Regions from separate parts of the Triticum aestivum genome. Here region 2 is linked to region 1. A link is a contact called in public Hi-C data. All regions are on one chromosome and are shown on one strand. The core of a region is the stretch at or near the end of the contact, and the rest is flanking DNA. Distances in the headings are between cores, read along the strand shown. Region 1 holds the start of LOC123099121 (flavin-containing monooxygenase FMO GS-OX-like 2). Region 2 holds the start of LOC123099122.

What was found. Hi-C and Micro-C count contacts between places; a contact is called where the count stands out from the background.
Region 2: a Hi-C map of leaf shows a contact between it and region 1, with 4 times the contacts expected there. The contact joins the promoter of LOC123099122 here to the promoter of LOC123099121 in region 1. A contact is called at or near these places in 5 of 5 Hi-C or Micro-C datasets (leaf, root and an unstated tissue).

What each region holds. Positions count from the first base shown.
Region 1 is chr4D:507,738,544-507,742,283 of IWGSC CS RefSeq v2.1, forward strand. It overlaps LOC123099121 (flavin-containing monooxygenase FMO GS-OX-like 2), which reads right to left and starts at 2,008. Exons shown (of 7, transcript XM_044521266.1): 1 at 1,404-2,008. The coding sequence starts at 1,947.
Region 2 is chr4D:507,908,479-507,912,218 of IWGSC CS RefSeq v2.1, forward strand. LOC123099122 reads left to right here and starts at 2,033. Exons shown (of 5, transcript XM_044521267.1): 1 at 2,033-2,440; 2 at 2,589-2,734; 3 at 2,963-3,106; 4 at 3,211-3,508. The coding sequence starts at 2,618.

The sequences.
Region 1 (3,740 bases), core at 758-3,257:
GTATACGTTACCGTGACATGCATTTATTCAACCGGACCTTGCTGTTGGAGACTTATCCAGAAACCGGATAGCCTCTGTGCTAAAGTGCTGAAGTCCAAATACTACCCACATGGAAACCTTCTGGATACAGTTTTCTCCTCGGACGCGTCTCCAGCCTGGAGAGGCATCAACTTTGGCCTTTAGCTCTTAAAAATGGGTCTGATTTGGTGAGTGGGAAACGGAAGAAGCATTCAGATTCAGATTCAGAGGATACCTAGGAAAGACGGGCTCAGAACTGCAGAATTTATAAAGAGATCGAGGCTTCCGTGGGTTAATCAACTTATGCATCCAGATACAAGTGAGTAGAACACAGAGTTGATCAACCAAATTTTCCAACCCATTGATGCGGAAGAGATCTGCAAAATGAGAATTCCCTCAAATATGGTAGAGGACTGTGTAGCATGGCACTATGAAAAGTCCGGAGTCTTCACTATCAAAAGTGCATATAAACTGGCATATGAGATCAGAAACAATGCTACAGCTGCTGCCTCTAGCTCTTTTAGGGATGCAGGTGACAGAAACATTTGGGGACTGATTTGGAAAGCTAGAATTCGTGAGAAAATCAAAATCTTTGGCTTGCCACAAAACAGAATGCTTTCAGGAGAACAACTGTCAAGGAGAACATGTGTGAGATTTGTGGCAATGAAATGGAGGGCGAGTTCCACGCTGTGATTGCTTGCACAAGGAGCAGAGCTTTGAGAGCAGCCATGAGGGCTGTTTGGGAGCTCCTGAAAGAGGTCGCTTTCAGGTTCACTGGAGAGGATTGACTTCAGATGTTGCTGGATCTGCAATCTGAAACTGTCAGAAATAGAACTCTGTTGCTACTCTAAATCTGATGGTCAGTTTCTTTGACGCCGCCTCTTCTCTGAATCTGGTGAATTGGTGCGGTGGCCAGGGATGATCGAGGTCAAGTGCTTGCCTCTGTATGCCAAAGCAATGATCGTTGCTCGACAGTGGAGAAAGCTGAGACAATAGCAGCCCTGCCACTGATTGATTTGAAAGAAATAGCCAAAGTTTACCGGTGATGTGGTGGTCCTCGAACCTGTCCATCTGTTTCCCTCTTGTGGCCGACATCCTGAAGAATTTCTCATCACACCGCATCGCATCAGTGTTGTTGGCAGAAGATGCAATTCCCTCGCCCACGACCACGAGCTCGCTACATCGGCAAGAAGTTCAGGCAACAAATTGTCGATTGCAAAGTCCCGGGTACCCTTAGACAGCTAATGCAAGCTGAACGTAACTATTCCATTGAGCAACTGCTACTCATGGTTGTCAGAAAAGATCGGATCCATCGGAAGTAGCTGCATGCTGCCTACTGCTAGTGCTAGCCATCAGCAGGGGATAGATCGGGCCGAGGGAATTACCGGCGATGGCGGCGACGCGTGGCTCGGTGAAGTGGCCGTTGCAGACGACCACGGCGTCGAACACCTCCTCCTCCGGCTCGCCGCCGGCGCCGTCGGGCCTCCTCGAGCGGTACGAGACCCTCCAGCCCGCCGCGCCCGCGCCGTCGTCCCTGCTTCGGCGGACGCTGACGACCTCCGTCTCGAACCGGACCAGCCCGAGGAGGTCGAACCGCCGCGCGAACGCCTCGAGGTACCGGAGCACCTCCGGGTGCCCGGGGAACCTGCGCGGGTCGGCTGAGGAGCGGCCCGCGACGAAGGGGAAGTCGAGGAAGCCCATGCTCTCGCGGGGGAGGTTGGTGCGGAGGGACGCGTAGAGGCTCGAGTGCGCGCCGCCGGCGCCGAGCGGGTCGGCGGCGTCCTCGGCGGCGTCGTAGCGCCAGGTGCCGCCCACGGCCGCGGCGCGCTCGAAGACGACGGGCGCGTGGCCCTCGCGCCGCAGCTCGCGCGCCGCCGCCAGGCCCGCCGCCCCCGCGCCGATCACGGCGACGCGCGAGCAGGACGGCATCGGGGAAAGTCTCTGGCGTGCTCTGCTAGCGAATCTTCAGCTTCTTTCAGCTGGCGTCGCAGTCGCAGGACGAGGAAAAGTCGCGTTCTCCTGTCTTCACAGCCGCCTTCTTTTTTTTCCCCTTTTTTTTCACTGGTTTGCTATTCCTGCACGTGGCTTTTAATTCTGCACTTTTCCTAAAAAAGTTATTTCGCCTCAGGTTGTTTTTGTGGCGGTCCGATCTGCACGAATCTCGGTAGCTCGAGGGTCCTCGGTCTCGCGTACTGGGTTGTTTGTGTCGGGTTCTTTTTGCTCTATTGCACTTCTCTTTCATTTTGGGTTTGCGGGTCACCGCGGCGGAGGGAAGGGGGCGCCTCGCCGGTGATTAGCGGCAGGGGCTGGCCGGAGATCCATGGCAAGCGACAAGCCCCTTGCAAGCAGCTTGAGGTAGGAGAGATGTTGGTCTGGAGAGGAGCTAGGTGGAACTCTCCGTCTGGCTCGCCATCAACAAGCACCTGTCACCGGCGGAAGGTTTTTTTAGTCTTCTTGCTGCCCTCCTCTATCCATTTTTTTCCTATGTGTTATGTCTCCTTGCACATGATTGGTCTGTCGCTGTCAAGTTTTCAGGTCATAGGTCCACAGCAGGGTGGTTCAGGGTTGTTGTTTATCCGCGATGGATGGCTTGATTAGCATAGGACAGCAAGCAGGGGTCACAGATCATGTGCTCGATTAACTCATCGAAACACCCCTGAATCTGTGCGTTCGGTATGTGACGCCCCCGATTCAATCGTACACTAATCATGCACGCAAACGTGTACGATCAAGATCAGGGACTCACGGGAAGATATCACAACACAACTCTAAAACATAAATAAGTCATACAAGCATCATAATACAAGCTAGGGGCCTCGAGGGCTCGAATACAAGTGCTCGATCATAGACGAGTCAGCGGAAGCAACAATATCTGAGTACAGACATAAGTTAAACAAGTTTGCCTTAAGAAGGCTAGCACAAACTGGGATACAGCAGGGTGGTTCAGGGTTGTTGTTTATCCGTGATGGATGGCTTGATTAGCAAAGGACAACAAGCAGGGGTCACAGATCATGTGCTCGATTAGCTCATCGAAACACCCCTGAATCTGTGCGTTCGGTATCTCATTCTGAACATGGTTTGGGGTGATTTTGGTGTGATTCAGTCTAATGGATGGACCTGGATTGTTTTGTTACTTGATTTGTTTTGATTATTATACTTCTTCAATAGGATGATCTTTAGGGTGTTTCGCACCCACCATGGTTTTCATGAGCTATTTTTTCATGGTTTGATTGTTGTAGCTCATTGCTAATAGTGTGTTGAAATGTATTACCCGCCTCTCTCTATCAGTTCGGACTTTTGGATGAGTTGGTTGGAGCATGAATTCAATATTGTATCCGACCTGAGGTCTTGGGTTCAAGTCTCAGTCCCCGCATTTTCCCCAATCATTTATCCAAGCCCACGTCGGGCGTGAGGGGAGGTGTTAATCATTACATATCCTCGTCAGATGTGAAGGGGGTGTCATATATACTATATCTCCTCTTCCTATCAGATCGGTCTTTTTGGGATAGTTGGTTGATAGGAATATCTTAATATGGTATCCGAGCCAAGAGGTCTTGAGTTCAAGACCCTGCCAATGCAGTATTAAAAAAATGATTCTGCGGCCAACATAAATCCCATGTCTAAGGACTAATAAGTCTAGATGTGATGGGGGACTAATAAGTCTAGATGTGACGGGGGGTGTTGAAATATATTGCCCGCCCCATCAGTTCAGACTTTTGGAT
Region 2 (3,740 bases), core at 783-3,282, 170 kb after region 1:
ATAAACAAATTCATAATTGCCCTTGCATAGTATCTATTGTATTCTAACTTCTTCATGACTTATATCCTCCCGATATAATCCATAGCATCCTCAAAATAAGCAAACTATGCAATGAAAATAGAATCTGTCTAAAACAGAATAGTCGGAATCTTCAAGGTCATCAGGTGCACGCGCAGCTACTCAGTGATCTTCTAGAGCACATATGGACCCACAATGGAAACCAAAGAGCTAATGTTTGAGTTGTGTACTTAAAATAAACAATAAGAACTACGTATTTTTGATACCAACATTTGTTATTTATGTGCAATATTGACGTGTATGATGGACGTGCATGGCTGTGCATGTATTTGACAGTCTAGATTTGAGGTATGTAATTGCCAGACATGATAAATGAGGGGCGACCCGGGCGCGTCCGCGGACTTATAGGCGCCGGATTTGCCACATCGTAGACGCTCTTACAAAACGGTCAATCTAAAGCGCATGAAAACGACACTCTTGCCATGGGCCTCAGAAAACAACTAGGAATTTTATGCGTACACGATTAAAATTTCACTACCCGCAAAAAAGAATATTATAATTCCACACGTACAGGTATATATTTTGAGTAGTACCAGTATAGTTATTCTCCCGTAACAGCTTTCCTTGTCTCTTTCCTATCACCACCACTATATATTTCCACCTCTCTTCCTCATCATCTCTTTTCCATTTTTTTCGCCTTATTCTCTCACATGTTGATTATTCTTCTGGTTATTTCCGGGCATGCATGAAGTGGATATTCCCTACTCCACAACACGCTACTTCTTCTAGGAACACAGCACAAGACGGTGGTGGATCGCGACTTACAAAGTGGCCAACCTAAAGGTGGCATGAAAAGGACGCGTCAAGCTTTCATATGAAACCTTAGTAAACTTAAGTTTTGTGAAGCTGGTTAATTGGTTACTGTGAAAGTTCATCATAAATGCAAAGTCACACGCACACTTCTTGTAAGACTAGATTTCGTAAGTGCAAGTACAATAAGATTATGTAAGTACTCCCTCCGTCTCAAAATAATTGTCTCAACTTTGTACTAGCTCTAGTACAAAGTTGTACTAAGTTTGAGACACTTATTTTGGGATGGAGGGAGTAGGCTATAATAGTTAAAATATTATTTTTCTGCTGACATGGTGGGGCGAGAAGGGGAGCCCGCTACAAAATAAGAGCTAACTGCAGCACGTGCTCCTAGGCAATATGTGAAAATGACAGATGGGCCATATAGTAATAAAGCAGCACATCTTTATATCCACTAACTACTGTACCCCTCCGTAAAGTAATATAAAAATATTTAGATCACTACTTGGGAGTATTTGCTGGCTATAAGCTTGGCTATAGATGACACGTCCCTTTCTAAGCAGGGAGCATGCATGCATAGTTATCAGTTAGTCGTTGGCTTAAACCGTGTGATTATTCGGCAAGCAAATTGTAGTGAGGCCGACAGGGATCCATCCCATCCGGGCGCCCCCGACCCCTTCCACAGTTTGACACGCAGGCCAACAAGCAACACACACAGAGATCATCTCATCAGCATCGCACACCCACACGAGATACTAGTCGTACCAGTACTACTTTATTCATCCATTATTCAATGCAGCCATACGTCCACAGACAGACTGTCCCCGCCCTGCCCTGGGTCGGCCAGGCCAAGCCCAAGATATTATTATCCCTTGTTGATCCTAGTACCAAGGAATTTCACACCAAACCAAAACCACCGAATTTCTGCAGGGAAAAATTACTGCTCAAAATTTCAGAATCATGGTGGGAGCATAATTGACAGACTCTGTGGCAGCAGCAGTAGCACCAAATGGAAGTGCAGTGGTAGGAGTGGGAGGGAGGAAGGGATCCGAATTCACAGCAAGCAGTAGTTCCAAAGACCCAAGCTTTTGGAGGAGAAAAGCAAACAGTGCATTGCAGGGGTCCAATTGCCAGAGCAGTGCTCACTCTAGCAGTAAAAAAATACTCCTACTCCAAAAGAGAGAGCAGCGGCTGCAGAGAAGCAGAGAGGAGAAAAGCAGGAGAGAGAGAGAGGGAGAGGGAGAGAGGAGTAGCTGACAGTACAGCTGAGACGGGACAGCGGCACCCAGAGCAACCACAGCGAGCTCCCCTCTATCCCGTGGGAGGAGACCCAGATCGGCTCGGCTCCTCGCTCGCTGTCCAGCGGTAAAAAAGGAGCAGGGGGCAGATTCATCGCAGATAGGGGGAGGAAGAAAACAACTCGGCGCAACAGCGACGCCCGAGATGTGGTGAAAGAGAGAGCTGCCTCCCTCTGCCTGCCTGCCTGCCTGCCTGGGGAAAGAAAGAGAGAGGGGAGAGGAAAAACATCACAAGAAAAGCATGCAGAAAGGAGCAGGAGGAGGAGACCAGTAGCCTCCCCCGCATCGGCCTCCAATTGTTTTTCCTCCTCGCGGTAAGTAATCTTGGCTGATGTTTTCTTGTTTCAATCCGGTGCTTGGTTTATTTTGGTTGGTTGGTTGTTTGCGAGTTTCTTTCCGCTGCTCGATTTGTTTGTTTGATCTGAATTAGCTTCTCTGTTGGTTGTTGTTGGGTACAAACAGTCAAAAGGGAGAGGGAGAGGGGGCAGATCATGGCCGCCGTCATGGATTTGGATCTCAACTGCGCGCCGCCGTCGCCGGAGCCCGCGCCCCAGGACCACCGCCTCGCCCACGCAATGCTCCGCCAAGAACACGCCTACCGCCACCAGGTGCCTTCCCTTCCCCTGCTTACCTACTTGCTCCCCGCAAAAATCCCTTCTTTCCTCACTAGCCAGCCCGTGTAAATCACGATTAAAAAATATATACCCACGAATAAAAGCCAATTATTTTCGCAATTTCTTCGACGGAGTGGATAGATATAAAGTTAATTGATTGTTGTACTGTTAAATATCGTATTTCCCTTGCTCATGTGGTTGCATCTGATTTGGTGTTTCTAGGTGGAGGACCTGCATAGGCTGTATTGGGCGCAGAGGAATCTCAGGCCTGATGCGCCCTTCTGGGAGCAATCCCACGATGTCCTCTATCCTGTTCCCACCCATTCCATGGCCATGGCCACTTCCTCCCAATCCCACATCCACATGGTGAGCTACGCTATGCTATTCAGGCCAGGCCAAACAGGAATCACCTAAACTTTCCCCAAATTCCTGCTGCTAAATCGACAAGTCTCTCTGCTTTGCTGCCACAGATTGATCCGGATCTGTCAGGAGGCAAGCAGGCCATTTGGTGTGGCAATGGGGTTGCAGGGAATTTGGGCGCTGAGGGTTCTTCTGTCAGGAGGAAACCTGACCATGGTGGTGGTGTGCAGGGGAGGTCCGGTTACCGCCGTATGATCGATCTAGAGAAGCCGGCGACGTCCGAGGACGACGATGATGATGTGGAGATCTTGTCTCCTGCCCGGTTCAGTGACTATGCCAAGCGCAATGCTGGGTTTGTGGATAATTCTCAGTGTTATCCAAGGGAGAATGCTGCCCATGTTCGTTTCGGTGAGTTCAAGAGCATCCCTTCCCTGCCCTGCCCTGCCCTGCCTAGTTATGTTAATATAACTATAATTGTCTACTTTGGTAGAGTAAAACAGCAAAACTAAGAAATGCAGAGCCGAATGCCTTACTAATAATAAGTTCGTTTGATAGCAATTGAATGGTCCTTGACATTAGAACTCAGATTGTCATTATAAAAAAATGAATGTCTGAGTAATGAATCTCGATTACTACATGT